2 separate regions of the Sus scrofa genome follow, and region 2 is linked to region 1. A link is a contact called in public Hi-C data. All regions are on one chromosome and are shown on one strand. The core of a region is the stretch at or near the end of the contact, and the rest is flanking DNA. Distances in the headings are between cores, read along the strand shown. Region 1 overlaps LOC110259999 (a long non-coding RNA gene). Region 2 holds the start of PELI1 (E3 ubiquitin-protein ligase pellino homolog 1).

What was found. A called contact is a pair of places that touch in the nucleus more often than the background predicts.
Region 2: a Hi-C map of retroperitoneal adipose tissue shows a contact between it and region 1, with 2.1 times the contacts expected there. A contact is called at or near these places in 1 of 5 promoter capture datasets (liver), 8 of 47 Hi-C or Micro-C datasets (alveolar macrophages, embryonic fibroblasts, liver and 3 more) and 2 of 2 datasets of targeted methods (alveolar macrophages and skeletal muscle).

Annotation. Positions count from the first base shown.
Region 1 is chr3:77,573,715-77,580,992 of Sscrofa11.1, forward strand. LOC110259999 (a long non-coding RNA gene) reads right to left here. Exons shown (of 3, transcript XR_002342638.1): 1 at 5,866-7,278. Among named protein-coding and RNA genes, the nearest start is that of LGALSL, 98 kb to the left of the region's middle.
Region 2 is chr3:77,736,193-77,743,470 of Sscrofa11.1, forward strand. PELI1 (E3 ubiquitin-protein ligase pellino homolog 1) reads left to right here and starts at 4,268. Exons shown (of 7, transcript XM_021087454.1): 1 at 4,268-4,618.

The DNA.
Region 1 (7,278 bases), core at 3,032-5,531:
CAACACTATCCTGCTCTCCCAAAAAACCACAGGGGCCAGCTGTCTCCAGTTCTCCTTTTCCTGTTCCTAAGCAGCTTAGTGCATCTTAGTAACTGTGGACTGCAGGGTATTAAGCAGGAGATTGCTCACATCTAATCTGCTAGCGTGCCTGGCACATAGTAGGCCCTCTATACACATAAACATTCCCCACCCCCAGTTGCTTCTCAGCACCAAGGCTGCACTCTGGGTAACAAATCCCATCTTCCTCTCATCTTTGACTAAATTTGTGGCTGTTGGTGGGAGAAGGGTAAAAGAAGTACCCACTTATGCATTCATCCAGCAGTATTGAGAGAGCACCACCCTGTTCCAGGCTCACAGAACAAACTGTGTGTGTGTGTGTGCATACACACACATGTATCTGCTACTTGTATCTAATAGCACACTGCTAAATGTCTTACAATGCACAAGACAGTCCTCTACAGCAAAGAATATTTGGCTCAAGATGTTGGTAGTGCCGAGGTTGAGAAACACTAGACCAGACCAATAAGCAAAAAATACTATAGCACCTTTATAATTGAAAACTTCATAGCACATGAATAGATAGACAAATAGCACAGTTTAGGAAGAATATGAATACATTTAGCATGTAATAAATGTGGCACGCTAAATCCAGTGACTCTTCAATAAATGGTGTTGAGATTCCTGGGTAGCCATCTAAAAAAAATTAAGTTGAAGCCATATTTCACACCATGCACCAGAATAAATTCCAAATGGATTCAACATTTAAATGTTAACAATAAAACCACACAACTACCACGAGCAAATGTGGGAGAATTCTTTTATAATCTTAGAGTGGGAAAATCCTTCCTAATTATGACTCAAAATTACAAACTATAAAATAACAGATTGATAAATTTAGTCAATAAAAGTTTTTAAAAAGAGCTTGTGCACACCAAACAAGCCAAGTATTAGCAAAGGAACAAACAAACGAAAATCTGCAAAGAGTATGTGTGACTCGGCAGACGGAGGAGCTAATCTCCTAAAATTATGAAAATATAAACAAATCTCTAAAGAAAAGATTCATAAAAATATGACCAAAGGATATGAAAAGACAACTCACAGAAAAGAAATGCAAATGGCTGTTAAACATTTGAAAAGATGTCCAACCTCCCTCATGGTAAGAAAAATACAAATCGAAAGTGCTGAGATGCTTTTTTTTTAACCTATTAGCTTGGCAAAAAACCCAAGTTTGAAAAAACATGGTTAGTTGTGAGGACACAGACATTCACATCTATTGCTGGTGGGCATGTACACTAGTTATAGCCCCAAAAGGGCAATTTGGCAATCTTGAGCAAAATAAAGGCGTATACCTTCTGACCCAGCAACTCTGCTTCTCAGACCTGACCCTCCAGGGAGATCTATTTGCATGCATGTGAAGGGACATATGTACATGATTATAAATTGCACCAAAAGATTAGAGACAATTTAAATGCTCATTAATTGAGAACTGATAAACTAAGTTAGGGATCAGCAAAGTCTCATTAAACTAGCCTTCTGCCTGCTTTTATGCAGCCTGTGGCTAAGAATCATTTTAACATTTTAAATGGTTGAAAAAATCCAAAGAAGAATTCTATTTTGTGACACATGAACATCATATAAAATTCTAACGTCAGTGTCCATGTATAAAGTTATATGGAACACAGCTGGGTCCCTTTGTCTCCACACCATCCAGGGCTGCCTTTGCACTAGAGCACAGAGGGGGGTGGTTTCACAGAGACTGGATGGCCCACAAAACCTCAACTATTGACTGCTCTTTTATAGAAAAAGTTTGCCAGATTAGAGTATATCCAAGCCATTGAATACCACAGAGCTGCGAAAAACAATGAGAAAGCTCTTTATGAATTGCTATGGAAAGATTTCTAGGGTTTCATTACTAAATTTAAAAAAAAGTAGACATAGACAATGAGAATTACATGTTATCATTTGGATGAAAAGGGGAGGATATAGTGGCGAAATAAAGTATGAATTGCATATTATGATTTGGGCAAAAAAGGAATATGCATCAACATTATCTGGAAGGAAATATAAGAAATTAGTAAATAGTGGTGGGTGGAGGAGTAGGATTGTGTATATTTGTGTTATCTATTCAAAAAAGTAAATCAAAAATTATTTTTTATTTTTATTTTTTTTTTTGTCTTTTTGCTATTTCTTTGGGCCGCTCCCGCGGCATATGGAGGTTCCCAGGCTAGGGGTCCAATCGGAGCTGTAGCCACTGGCCTACACCAGAGCCACAGCAACGCGGGATCCAAGCCGCGTCTGCAACCTACACCACAGCTCACGGCAACGCCGGATCCCTAACCCACTGAGCAAGGGCAGGAACGGAACCCGCAAACTCATGGTTCCTAGTCGGATTCGTTAACCACCTCACCACGACGGGAACTCCTATTTTTTAAATTATACCATGCCAGGAAGTTCCCCTGTGGTGCAGGGTGCAGCTGCAACGCAGGTTCAGTCCCTGGCCAGGGAACTTCCACATGCTAAGGGTGTGACAAAAAAAATGCACTGTGTCAGATGAGAGTACAGATATAGGCCCCTGTAAATGCTTGAGCCTGGCTGGAACAGAGCTTGCGAGTGGGGCTGGAGGTGGAAGAAGATTGGAGAAGGTTGTGGGGCCTGATAGGAAAGGGCCTGCAGGCTGGGCCAAGGAGTTTGCATTTTCATATATCCAAGGACAAGGAATAACAGGATCAATTTGTGCTTTAAAAAAAAAACGAGGTGGAGTTCCCGTCATGGTGCAGTGGTTAATGAATCTGACTGGGAACCATGAGGTGGTGGGTTTGATCCCTGTCCTTGCTCAGTGGGTTAGGGATCCGGCGTTAAGGATCTGGCGTTGTCGTGAGCTGTGGTGTAGGTTGCAGACACGGCTCGGATCCCGCGTTGCTGTGGCCCTGGCATAGGCTGGCTGCTACAGCTCCGATTGGACCCCTAGCCTGGGAACCTCCATATGCCGTGGGAGCGGCCTTAGAAAAAAGGGCAAAAAGACAAAAAATAAAATAAAATAAAATAAAAACAAGGTCCTAGAGAGCAGAAAAGGGTTGTTGGACAAGACTTGGGCTGGTAGGGAGAGAAGGGGGTGGACTGCAGGTGGGGGGTCAGTGGCTGCCTCTGGGGGAGGACCTGGGAGGCAAGGGACCTGGGATCAAGGGTGAAGGGAGGCTTACTTTTACTGTAAATGCTTTTGTCAGATTTATGCATGTGCATTCATTTCCATGTGGCTTTATTTCCTATAGAAATCATTTTATTTATTTTAAAAAGAAAAGCCCAGCAGACCAGGTGTGATGAGGCCTCAGCTGTGGCACTGGTGGTGCGTGGGGTTGGGGAGGAAGGGGAACGTTAGCAGCAGAGTTGAGGACTGACTGGAAGTGGGGATGGTGGATGTGGGAACTGCACCCACACCTCCAAGGACCTGGGGAACAGAACCTTGTAGGGAGGAGGGCTAGAAGGTAGAAAGTTCACCTGCCCCAGGTGACTGCTCTCTGATTCCCCGGGTCAAAACACAAGCATCTAGCAGGTACAAAATATCACCAGGCACTCTGGGCCTTTGGTTCCACTTTCATCCCAGGAGGACATCTATAGCCTAGACATGACCTAGGGGCAAGCCACATGTTATACAGATGACAAGGTCCACTCAAGACCACCAGGAATCCCAACCTAGTCCCTTCCTCCCCCTGCCCCCGAGTCCCTCCTCATTGCTCCAAAGGGAATCTCCACACAACCAAGCTAGGACATTCTCTAAGACTTCTCTGAGTCATTATTTTCTTTTTATCGTGTATGCCATACTTGTCCCAATGACAGTGAACCATAAGCTCTTTAGAGGCAAAAACTTAAAGGTCTTTGTGACCTCACAGAGGCACACCATTTCTTTTCTATATGGTAGGTACCACGAATGTGTTCATTGGCTGGTTGATGGGGACTTCCCAGTTGCCTTCTTAACAGCTCTGCCAACACATCTGCCCTCCCTGCACATCTGCCTTCCAGCTCTGCGGAGCCTAACCTCCTTCCTTCCTCTGAAGGAAACCCCCCCACACCCTTGGCCAAGAAGTCAAAGGTGTGCTCAGTGTTCACCCTCCTTTGGTGGTTTTCCACATTCAGCCCTTCTTTGCCCAGATAGTATCAGCCAAACAGAAAGCAGTAGCCAGAAGTTGTCTTTAAGCAAATGTCTATTTGGCCTCTTGCACATGGAAGGGAACATAACTGTGAAAATGATAATAAGCAGTAATGATCATCATCATTGCAAAGAGGCATCAGTCCCAGCAGCTCCAGTGAGGCACTGGGGTGTCATCACTTCATCTGCAAACAGAAAATGGAACTCACCTGCCTCTGCACCTATAAAGAATGCTCATAATTCTTAGAAAACTGGAAATTCCTTTACACTGGCACTTATTTTTATACTGTTCGTAAGAGCTTTGTGATTACAGCAGTCAGGGTCCCAATATGCTCTTGATATAGGCGAGGGTGTACTTTCAGTGCAATGAAAGGAAGCAACCCATCCCTGGACAGAAAACAATCCACAACTCAGTTTTTCAGGGTTGCTGAGGTTGGATGGTCTCCCCCTGGGGGGCAGGGCCTGGAATGAAATTGCCTGGGGTCCCTCAGCTCTTGTCCCAGAGGAAAGGGCAGATGCTGGGCAGCTCACCAAGGAGCCTTACAGATCTGCCTTTTTTTTTTTTTTTTAATGGCCACACCCGGCATGTGGAAGTTCCTGGGCTAGGGATGGAACTTGAGCTGCAGTTGCTGCCTGTGACCTAGCTATGGCAACTCCAGATCCTTAACCCACTACCATCCAAAAGAACTTACTCTGCCTCTTTTTTTTTTTTTTTTTACACCCACCTCCTCCTAAGGGAGAAAGTTCTGTTCCTTCCTGCCTCTCTGGGCAGAGCAGAAACTGAAAAGGGCTACTTGTTCCTAACAAGTTATATATAGCTCAGCAAATGACCGCTAGGTCTTCAGCCTCAGGTCTGGGAATTGCCTTGTGCAGCCACACCAGGACGGTGTCCCAGTTAGCAGAAAAGCAAGGATGATCTTCTTGTGGCCCTTTATGCTTGTGGCATAAACTGAAGTAGCCCCCCAGTTCTTTGGGAAGGAGAGGACCTCACTGCAGAAATAATTTTCCAGGAAGAGAAGCAGTGTTAGTTGCCTGAATAACATGGGGTCCAGCGCCACCTACTGTCCGCTATAGGAGTTGGCGAGCGTCCTGTTCTCTTGATGGGATGTTTTGGAAACTGGCTTTAACCACCAGAGGGACAGAAATGAGGAGACACATTACCAGAACACAGGGCTGTCGTCCAGCCCAAGAGGGACTATGATTTTGGTGGGAGAAGCTGAGAAGCTACAACCCTAATGCGTCATAGATGGGGGTGTTTCGTGAAGGGATGGGGGTGTCTCTCTCTTGGAAGGAAGCTGAGGTGACTCACAAGTAATATTTAGAGTCTTATTCCCAGAAGATTGGCTTGGGTTTGTCTGCTTGAATATTTTTGCTCACACTAAGGGAAAAAAATACTGGTGCTATTTTATGACTTTTATGCTTTTCAAACTAGTTTCTCAGTGCTCCCCCAGAGCTAGCATATGGGCTATTTACAAAAGTCCTTGCAATCGATCTCACCACCGAACCCACTCCTGCTCCTTGATAATGTCTTTGTATCACAAAAAGCTTCTTTTTATTATCCTCCCACTTCCTGGCTGCCTCAAACCCCCTACTAATCAAAGTCACCATTTGCTCTTTGCTTTACATCGTTCATTTAAACCTCAGAACAGCCCAAAGAGGGGATGTTAATATTCTCATTCAAACATGAAAAAACTGATCCCTGGGGAGATTAAGAGACTTACCCAGGATCTGTCAGCTAATCAGCAGAGATGATATTTGAACCCAGTTATTTAGCTCCAAAACTTTTCACCAGAGTGTTCCATCTGCACCATGAGGGGATAGCCAGCTAGTGCAGAAGAAGCTATTGTATCCAAGAATTTCTGGAGGAGATCAACACCCCTCCAGCTCAGAGGACACTTTCTGCTCTGCACCAGTCCCTGTGACCCCAGGCTTGGCTGGACTCTTGGTGTAAACACCCTCCTTCCTCATAGCATCAGTCCTGCCGCCCCCTACCCCCAGCACAAACACTTCTGCTGACTGCACTCCTCCACACTTGGAACCAGCCCAGACGAGTCATGAGAGCAAAGAGCAGAGATTTTGGCAAGTGTTCAGAATGCCAGGAGGATCCTGGGTTTGTCTGACTCCCTGGACCTCAGCTTCACCCAGTGGAAAACTGGGAAAATTCCCTGCTGGCTCCTCCTTTCCCCTCCTCTCCCAGCCCCTTCATGGTTCTCCACCAGATAGACACACCTCCAGAGGAAGGTTAAATAAGGCCACTCTCTGGAGTCCTCTGAAACAAAATTGTTGCTTAAATATACAGATTCAGAAATAAAGCTTAAGTGGGTAACACGCTGCAGTGGGATCCAAATGCCAGCCTCCACAAATGGGCTAAATGTTCAGGCTGCTGGCAGCCCATGGGAGGTGCTTTGGGGTATTGGAAAAAACATAAGATTAAGAGACCTAGACTTAAATCCTTAGTCTGTCACCCCCAGCTGAGTGATTTTGGGCAAGTCACTTAACTTCTCTGAGCCTCATTTTCTCATTTGTTGAAAGAGGGCAATTCTCTTTCCACCTACAAGGCAATAGATGAACAAGTGCTTTGTAAAGCCCTGCAGGGTGGGAGGTAGCATTTGAAGGAACAGCAGGCGTCAGCAGGATTTAGGTGAGATTTTTATTCACTTTGCCCTTTTCTTACTTCCTCCCCCTACCTCTGCCCCGCCAAAGAAAGAGGCTGTCTCCTATAGAGTGAATCTCAACACACACAATCTCTAAGTCCCTGTGGGCTCATCGCTTTTTTTTAAAGCCAAATGATCTTGGAAAACAGCTTTTCCAACAAAGACCCAGTGGCCAGGGACCACTGGATGCACTTCCTTTAGAGACAGGAAAAGCAGAAGCAGGAAGATCTATGGCAGCATATCCATTATTTGCAAGAGGAAGGCCCGGAAAGGCTATTTATTTCCTCTGTTGCTGCCTGAGAAAGATGGACGTTTGTGGCCAGCGTGGGAGCAGATGCGTCTGCAGCAGCCTCGTAGAGCTCATGCATTCAAGGGGAGAGGAGTAAAACCCTGAGGAGGGGCCGGTAGAGAGCAGAGGTGGCATGAAGCTGCCATGGTGAAGCTAGCTTCAAAACCTCTTGGTTTCTTCATAGGCTCCAT
Region 2 (7,278 bases), core at 3,018-5,517, 160 kb after region 1:
TGACAACTATATGAACTCCAGAACTATGTTGAAGTTGTTGGTCATGTGGCCAAATTCTGGGCAGTGTATGGGTCTACTTGTTCTGGGCAATAAACTTTATTTCATGAAACTACTTTAGTCTCATAGCTGTTCTGATTAGGTTTAGCTATACACAGCTTAGACGACAAAATAGCTATGCCTTTAAACAAGAGAGAAGTTTCTTTCTTTCTCGTTTAAAAGAAGGTAGGAGATGGAAAGTCCAGAGCTATATGTCAGCTCCATAGTCACTAGGGACATAGATTTCTTCTATATTTCTGTTTTTATTGGCTATACTTGTTTATTATTAGCTTATTCGCTATACATGTTTGTTTTATTTTTGACAGTTACTCTAAGGTTTAAAATACGAATTTTTAATTTATCATAATTTATCTTCGAATAATAGTATAGCACTTCACATAAAATGTAAATCCCAACAATACAATTCAATTTCCCCTTTCCGTCCTTTAGTTCAAATTGTTATTGTTGTTAAACATTTTTCTTTGACATGTTATATTTTTGCTTTAAACAGTCAGTTACCTTTTCTAATTTTTTTAGATAAGGAGGAAAAGTCTTATATCAACTCACATAGTTACCATTTCTGGCACTTTTCATTCTTTTAATTCTATAATCCAAGTTTCCATGTAGTGTTTTGTTTTGTTTTTTAATGCTGAAGAAGTTGCTTTAATATTTCTTGTAATGCAGTTCTGCTGGCAACATCCTCTTAGCTTTTGTTTTCTTTAGCTTTAATTTTTGAAAGATATTTTCTCTAAATAAAGGATTCTATGTGAGAGGCTTCTCTTCTTTCGTCCTTTTAAAAATGCCCTTTCATTATCTTCTGACTTGCGTAATTTCTGATTAGAAGTTTACTGAGTTTTTTCTTTGTTTCTCTATACATAATCTACCTTTTTTCCCACTGGCTACTTTTAATCTTTTTAACACTAATTTTTAACAATTTAATGATGTCTTTCACAGTGCTTTTATGAGTGTGTGGGAATGTGTGTGTTTATACTGCAAAGGACATACTAAATTTCTTGAGTATCTGGATTTGTAATTTTCATCAAATATGAAAATATTTTCAGCTGTATTACTTCAAATAATTTTTCTATCATCCCCTCTCACCCCTCTTTAATCTGGAACTCCAGTTACACATATATTAGAATACTTGGTATTATTCGCTAGATCATTGAGGCTGTTTTTCATTTTTTGTTGTTGTTTTTTGGTTTTATTTTTAGTTTCCGCTCTTTATGTACTTTATTTTGGCTAGATTCTACTGTTATTGCCTCAAGTTTACTCATCATCCAGTGAAATTTTTATTTTGGAAGTTGTAATATTAATTTCTACAAAAATCTATTTTTATATCTTTAATTTCTTTCAGCATAGAGAACATATTTTTAATAACTGCTTTAATATTTTGACTGCTAATTCTACCATCTCTGTCATTTCTGTCTTTGTTTATTGACTGACTTTTTTCTTGGTTATAGATTACATTTCCTACTTTGTATCTCCTAGTTTTCTTGCTGGTTCCCAGACATCTTCAGGCTCTTCCTACCTATTCTTTAAATCTGGTGTTCCCCTGGATGCTATTATTAACTCCGTTTTTGATGTTCGTACTCTCCCTGGATGAGCTCATCCACTCTCAAAATTTCAATTACCATTGAAATTCTATATGAAGGTATATTCCAATATATCTTCTGAAGAGAGCTCTAGAGTCATATATATATAATGACTGTTCCCTCCATTTCTCCACCTAGATCCAGAGTGATCTCAAACTCAGCATATCCAAATTGAATTATATCAAATCCCCCCTCAAAAGCTGCTCAATGTCCTGTATTCCCTAACTCAATGAATGGCATTACTAGCTTATAATCATACACACTGAACATCTTTGAGTCATCATCCTTCTGCTTCCTTGTAGGAGATATTGTGGTTCTCCCCAGTCTCCATTCTTTTTCTAGGTAATCACCTCAATTTTGGGGGGGATATTCACACATTTCCATCACAGCTTTGGATCTAGAGTCAGGGCATATGGTTTTATCCTAAGATAACTAGCCTCATGCCATCTCTTGGCCACCATAAATCAATCCTTAAGGCTTCTGGGAAAGGAATTTTCTCTCCTTTCTAAAAGAGTTTTCAAAAACAATTCCCTCTTTCTCTTCTCTTCTGGATCTAGATGGTGAAACTTACAGCCACAAGAATTGTTGGCAACTGTAAAGCCAATACATAAGGAGGAAAAGCAATGGAACAAGAAACATGTCCTTATTGACATCACTGAGCTGATGAATCATGCAGCCCTGTAGCCCATCTTTTCATTGGACTTTCTGTTTAGGCAGGTCAATGTTGGGTTTATTGGTTAAGCCAGTTAGAGTTGGGTTTTTTGCTGCTTACAACAGAAAGCATCTTAATTGATAACTTCACCCCCAAACAAAGGTTGTTTAATCACTAGGTTCTATTAATTCTATTCCTTAAATAGTGTGATTTCCCTCAGTTCTGTCTTCTGCCACTGCTGATTCAGGCCTTTTTTTTTTTTTTTTTAATGCATAAAATGCATTTCTAAAGTGCATATCTTATCAAAATTTCATGTGCTTCCAATCTTGGCATGGCTTTCTGTTGCTTGTAGAAAAGAGCCTATATTCCTTAGCATATGGTACAAGATTCTTCATGATCTGTCTCCTTTACCTTTCACTGTCTCCTCTTGCCACTCCCTTCAATTCCACCCTACAACCAGCAATGCTGAACTCTTTGCTGAACCAAATTCTAATGCCTCTAGCACTTTGCTCTTGCTGCCTTCCACCTCACCCCCAGCCCCCCCACCCTCTGCTCTCACTCACTTCTCTTTTCTTCCTCCACCAAAGCACACAAACACACTAACTCCTAGTCATCCTCAAGTTTAAGCGTTCTTTGAAGCATTTTCTGAAACTGCCTGAGCCTGGGGTAACTGTGTGTTGAAGCACCTGGTGTACTTTCCTATTAAGGTATTATCACACTGAGTCTATTTATTTACCTGGCTCCTCTTTTGCACAGTAAGCACTTAAACAGTGTTTCTTTTACATTCCTGTATCTCTCTTTCTGAGAACTAATAAAGTACCTGAGGCGTAGTATATTCAAGAATGTTTTCTAAATGAATAATTATGTGGTCTGCAAACATAAGGATCCTTGATCTTGAAACTCTCTATCTGAAAACCTCAACTTTTCCTGTTTCTGATTTCTAAACATTGATCTTTTTTCTTCCAGAGTATGGGGTTCTAGGTGGGCAGAGAAGAAAAACAAAAGAGCTTGGACAGGCTGTCTTAAGTCCTCTAGAGATCCAATAACATGTTTGCCTTTCACCACCCTCTTCGGCCACTATTTACACCTGGGTGCCCTGTATGGGTGTAGCCCTAGCTGACCAGCCCAACAGCATACTCAGACAGTGGTTCAGACTTCTCTTATTGCTAATTGAAAGTTGCCAATGTATATACAGTAAACAATTTTCAACTTTTCACTTATCTTTTGAACTTATACTTTATGAAATTCTTATTTCTTAAAAATTCTAGGCCTTAAAATTTAAACGTTTGATTACTTTGCACCGATCAAGTAAGATATAGCGATCTTGATCCTGAGCTCTACCTTTGCTGGCCTTAAAGAAGCCAGTTAGATGTGACTTGAGCGAAGAAATTAACTATGGGAATCTGACAATGGATTTGTTCCTAGCAGTTTTATAACTTAATTGTAAAGTTATTGGAAGCAACTACGTTTCTACAAGTCTTAGGTTAAAAAAATAAACGGAAAAAACCCTTGAATTTAAGGCAGGGAGGGCTCCCTTGAGGGAAGGGAAATGGTTGTGATTCGGCATTTATGGCATAAAATTAAGCAGCAGGGAAGACCAAAATATGAAGAAGTCAGATTTCACTGAGCACTTGTGAGTGGTGAGGTTAGGAAATTGGGGGTGGAGCGAAGTAAGAAGGACCAGCTAAAAGTAGGATCCTTAACAGCACCATAACACAAGGAGGGCCTTGTTCAGCCAGCAGCCGCGCTGAACACGTTCCCTTCCTCAGTATGTCTGTGACCATAGTAACAGTGGGGCCGACCCTCTCCCTCCCGAGCATGCGCAGTGCGGAGCGAGCAGGGACTCGTCCTCAACAATGTACCCCTTTTTCTTCAGTCAGAGAACTACAACTCCCAAGAGACCGCTCGGCGCCGCGGCACCGCCTCCCTCTATGGCCCTGCCCCGTCCCCTCCCTCCGGCCCCGCCTTCCAGCTAGTCCCCTCCCCTCCCTCTGAGTGTGTGTCAGTGACCCAGAGGCGGAGTGAGGCGGAGGGACCGTCGGGGGGCGCCGCCGCTGCCGCCTCCAGCAGCAGCACTAGCCGAGCCGCGCGTTCGGGTTTGCCTCGAGCCCTCCGGGAGCGCATCACAAAGCGGGCCCCGCGGCTCTCCCTCCGCCCGCGGCTCGTCAGCGCTCAGCTCCGCGGCCAACTTCCCCTCGCCGGGCTCGGCCGGCTGGCGCGGAAGGCGGCGGCGGAACGCCGGGCTGTCTGCTCGCGCTCCCCGCGCACGCACACTTCACCCCCTCGCCCCGGGTCTCGGGGCCGTGCTGGGATTCCGGCCACCAGCAATTGTCCGGTGAGTGTGGCCGCGGCACGCCGCGGGAGGGGTCGACACGGAGCGGGCGAGGGGTGCGGGCCAGGCGGGCGCGCAACTTCCTCGGCGGCTTCCCGGGGCGGACGGCCGGGTTTAGGCGGCCAGCTTTCCCCGCCCGCCTGCGCGCCCCCGCGCCGAAGCGGAGTTTGCGGCGCCCTCATCCCGCGCCTTCGCAGGAGGAAGCGCCTTTGTCAGGAGCCGGCCCGACGCGCCCTCCCCCTCCGCCCAGGAACGGGCGCGCGGCGGCCAAGTCCGAGCCCCGCGCCCCGCGCCGGGCCACCAGCTGAGGGAGGGGAGCTTCGCGGGGGCGGGGAACGAGGTAGAATTGAAAGAGAAACAAAGGGGGGCGGAGGGCTTTTCTTTTGTTTGTACGAATCTGATAACTTCTTTTTCCTTCTTTACATAACACAGACTTCCAAGTTAGTCATTTTGTTTATTGTCATGATTATTGTCATCATCACTGCTTGTCCCTCGCGTTTCCTTTCATCTGTGGATCTCAGAGCACTTAAAAACACCAATTAGTTACACCTCCGGGGCCCCTACGAAACAAAGTTAATGCCCCGGTTTCCGTAAGTGGGTAAACTGAGGTCCGGAAGAGCTCGCTAATTGATGGATACCCTTGATCTTCCACCACGCCTGGTGTCTGAGGACCTGAAAGCATTTATGAGTAAGAACTGGTTCTTCAGTGCCCTATGGAAAAGTTGAAGATACTCATTTTACTTACAGGTTAACCGAAGTCTAAAAGAAGTCTGGGTAATTGTTAGGTAGTTGAAACAATAACTCTTCTTACACGATGTTTTGAATCTTAAAACCTCAAAGGACTCTTGAAAAATGCTACGAATGGGGAGAAAGAATACTGTACACCATAAACTCATCTCACCCATCTGCTTTTATTTTTGTACCTGCGGGTAGGCAAGACAGCAATCATGGGGGTGGGAGGGCAGAGATTTTTTTTAATGTAGGTTTAACAGATTTAGTCACAACACACAAGGAACTGTGTCTTGGTTTTAATAGCACCAACAGCCTTCCCATCGTTTAGTCATCAAATTGAGTGAGCACCTTATCCATAAGGTACTGGTTGTACAAAGAACCAGAAGCTTTAAGTGTAAGAAAAGGTCATCTATTTGTTTTGGTTCAAAGGCTGTGTACTTCTCTTATTCTACAAAATGCTATTTTGTTTGCATAGCAGCTGATCTTTTGTTTCACAACTGGCTTTGTCTTTTTCTACTTGAATATGTATTTCTTTTGTAATTGAGGAGAACCGTAAGAGGTTTTTTGTTTGCTGTTTTTTTGTTTGTTTGTTTTGCTTTTTTTTTTTAGTTTGCCTAGTAGTGTGAATGTAAATTTTTGAGTTGTGGAGAAGGTTCAGTTTCTTAAGCTCTTCTGTTTCCGTTTATGACCTTTTCTTTATAACCAACAAAATGTTTTTTCAGGGTGATCAGATTTACAGCTCTCAAAACATTGTCTTTCTTGTACAAATAAAGCATATGCATTTTTATGTTTTTTATTCACACTAACATCCTCTTCTAGAAGAAAATACTTAATGCTGAGAACAAGTTTGTTTATTTTGATAATTGATCCAGACTGGAAGGTACCAAAATTTTAAATCAAGCATCATCACTACTAGTTAGTTATTTCCTGAGGTGACTAATTGTCAGAATTGGAGTAACAGTACTTTCTCTTATCCTAAATTCTCCTGAATTTAATTTCGTATTTTATAGTTGCCCCCAGATTTTAGACTCTGGTGGTTCCATCAGTAAAGGGAAAGATGTTTATTTTGATAACCTGTCCTCTAACCTGACCTCTTTCTATAGTATGTTGAAAGTCCTCTTTCTATAGTATGTTGAAAGAAATCTTAAGTTTAAAACAAGCAGTTGAAAAATAGTTAAGGGTATGTATGGAAAGATGCATGTAGTGAAGTGGTTATAATGCTTCATCTAATAAATTTAAGACTTTTAAAGAGAAAACTTGTTACCTAGGTTTTTATTAGTGTTATGGAAGTGCTGTAATGTAATAATAGTAGTTATTGACTTGAAAAAAAAATGAGCTGGGAATTGTGCTTTAGTGGTAGATTTGAGGGGAAAGGGGCAAAAGTCTGTGCTCTCCTTAAAATTTTCATTTAAGTCACCTTACAGTTGGTTATGTTGAACTTTTCCTGTAGCATTTACAAGCCAGATTTACCAGACATTTGTATTTTAAGGAAGCTACTAACACAATGTCTTTATTCAGTCACTGGAGTCCAAAGGCGGAAGTTAGTGTGGACTGTCAGAGGCTAGAATTGCAGGTTTCCTGGTTTCTTAGGGACCCTTAAAGGAAATGACTGAAAAGTACAGGGCAGGAAACTGAGTCTAGTGCTGTTGAATGTTCTTGAGCCAAGTTTCAAGTGGAGGTCCTAAGTCTGTTTCCATCTGACTTTGTTTCAGCTTCCTTGCAGGTTGTCAAAATGTTTCTTGTATGTGAAGCACTCTGTCAATTCAGAATATGCCTTATTGCGGTTGTCCAGTAGGTCAGAATAAGAACTATAGTAGTCCTGCTTTGTGAACAATTGTTTTCAGACAGTTATCAGCATGTGTAGCTGATAAAGATTTTAAGTTGTAGGATTTTAAATGTAGGAAACTATTTTTCCAACATTCTCACATAAA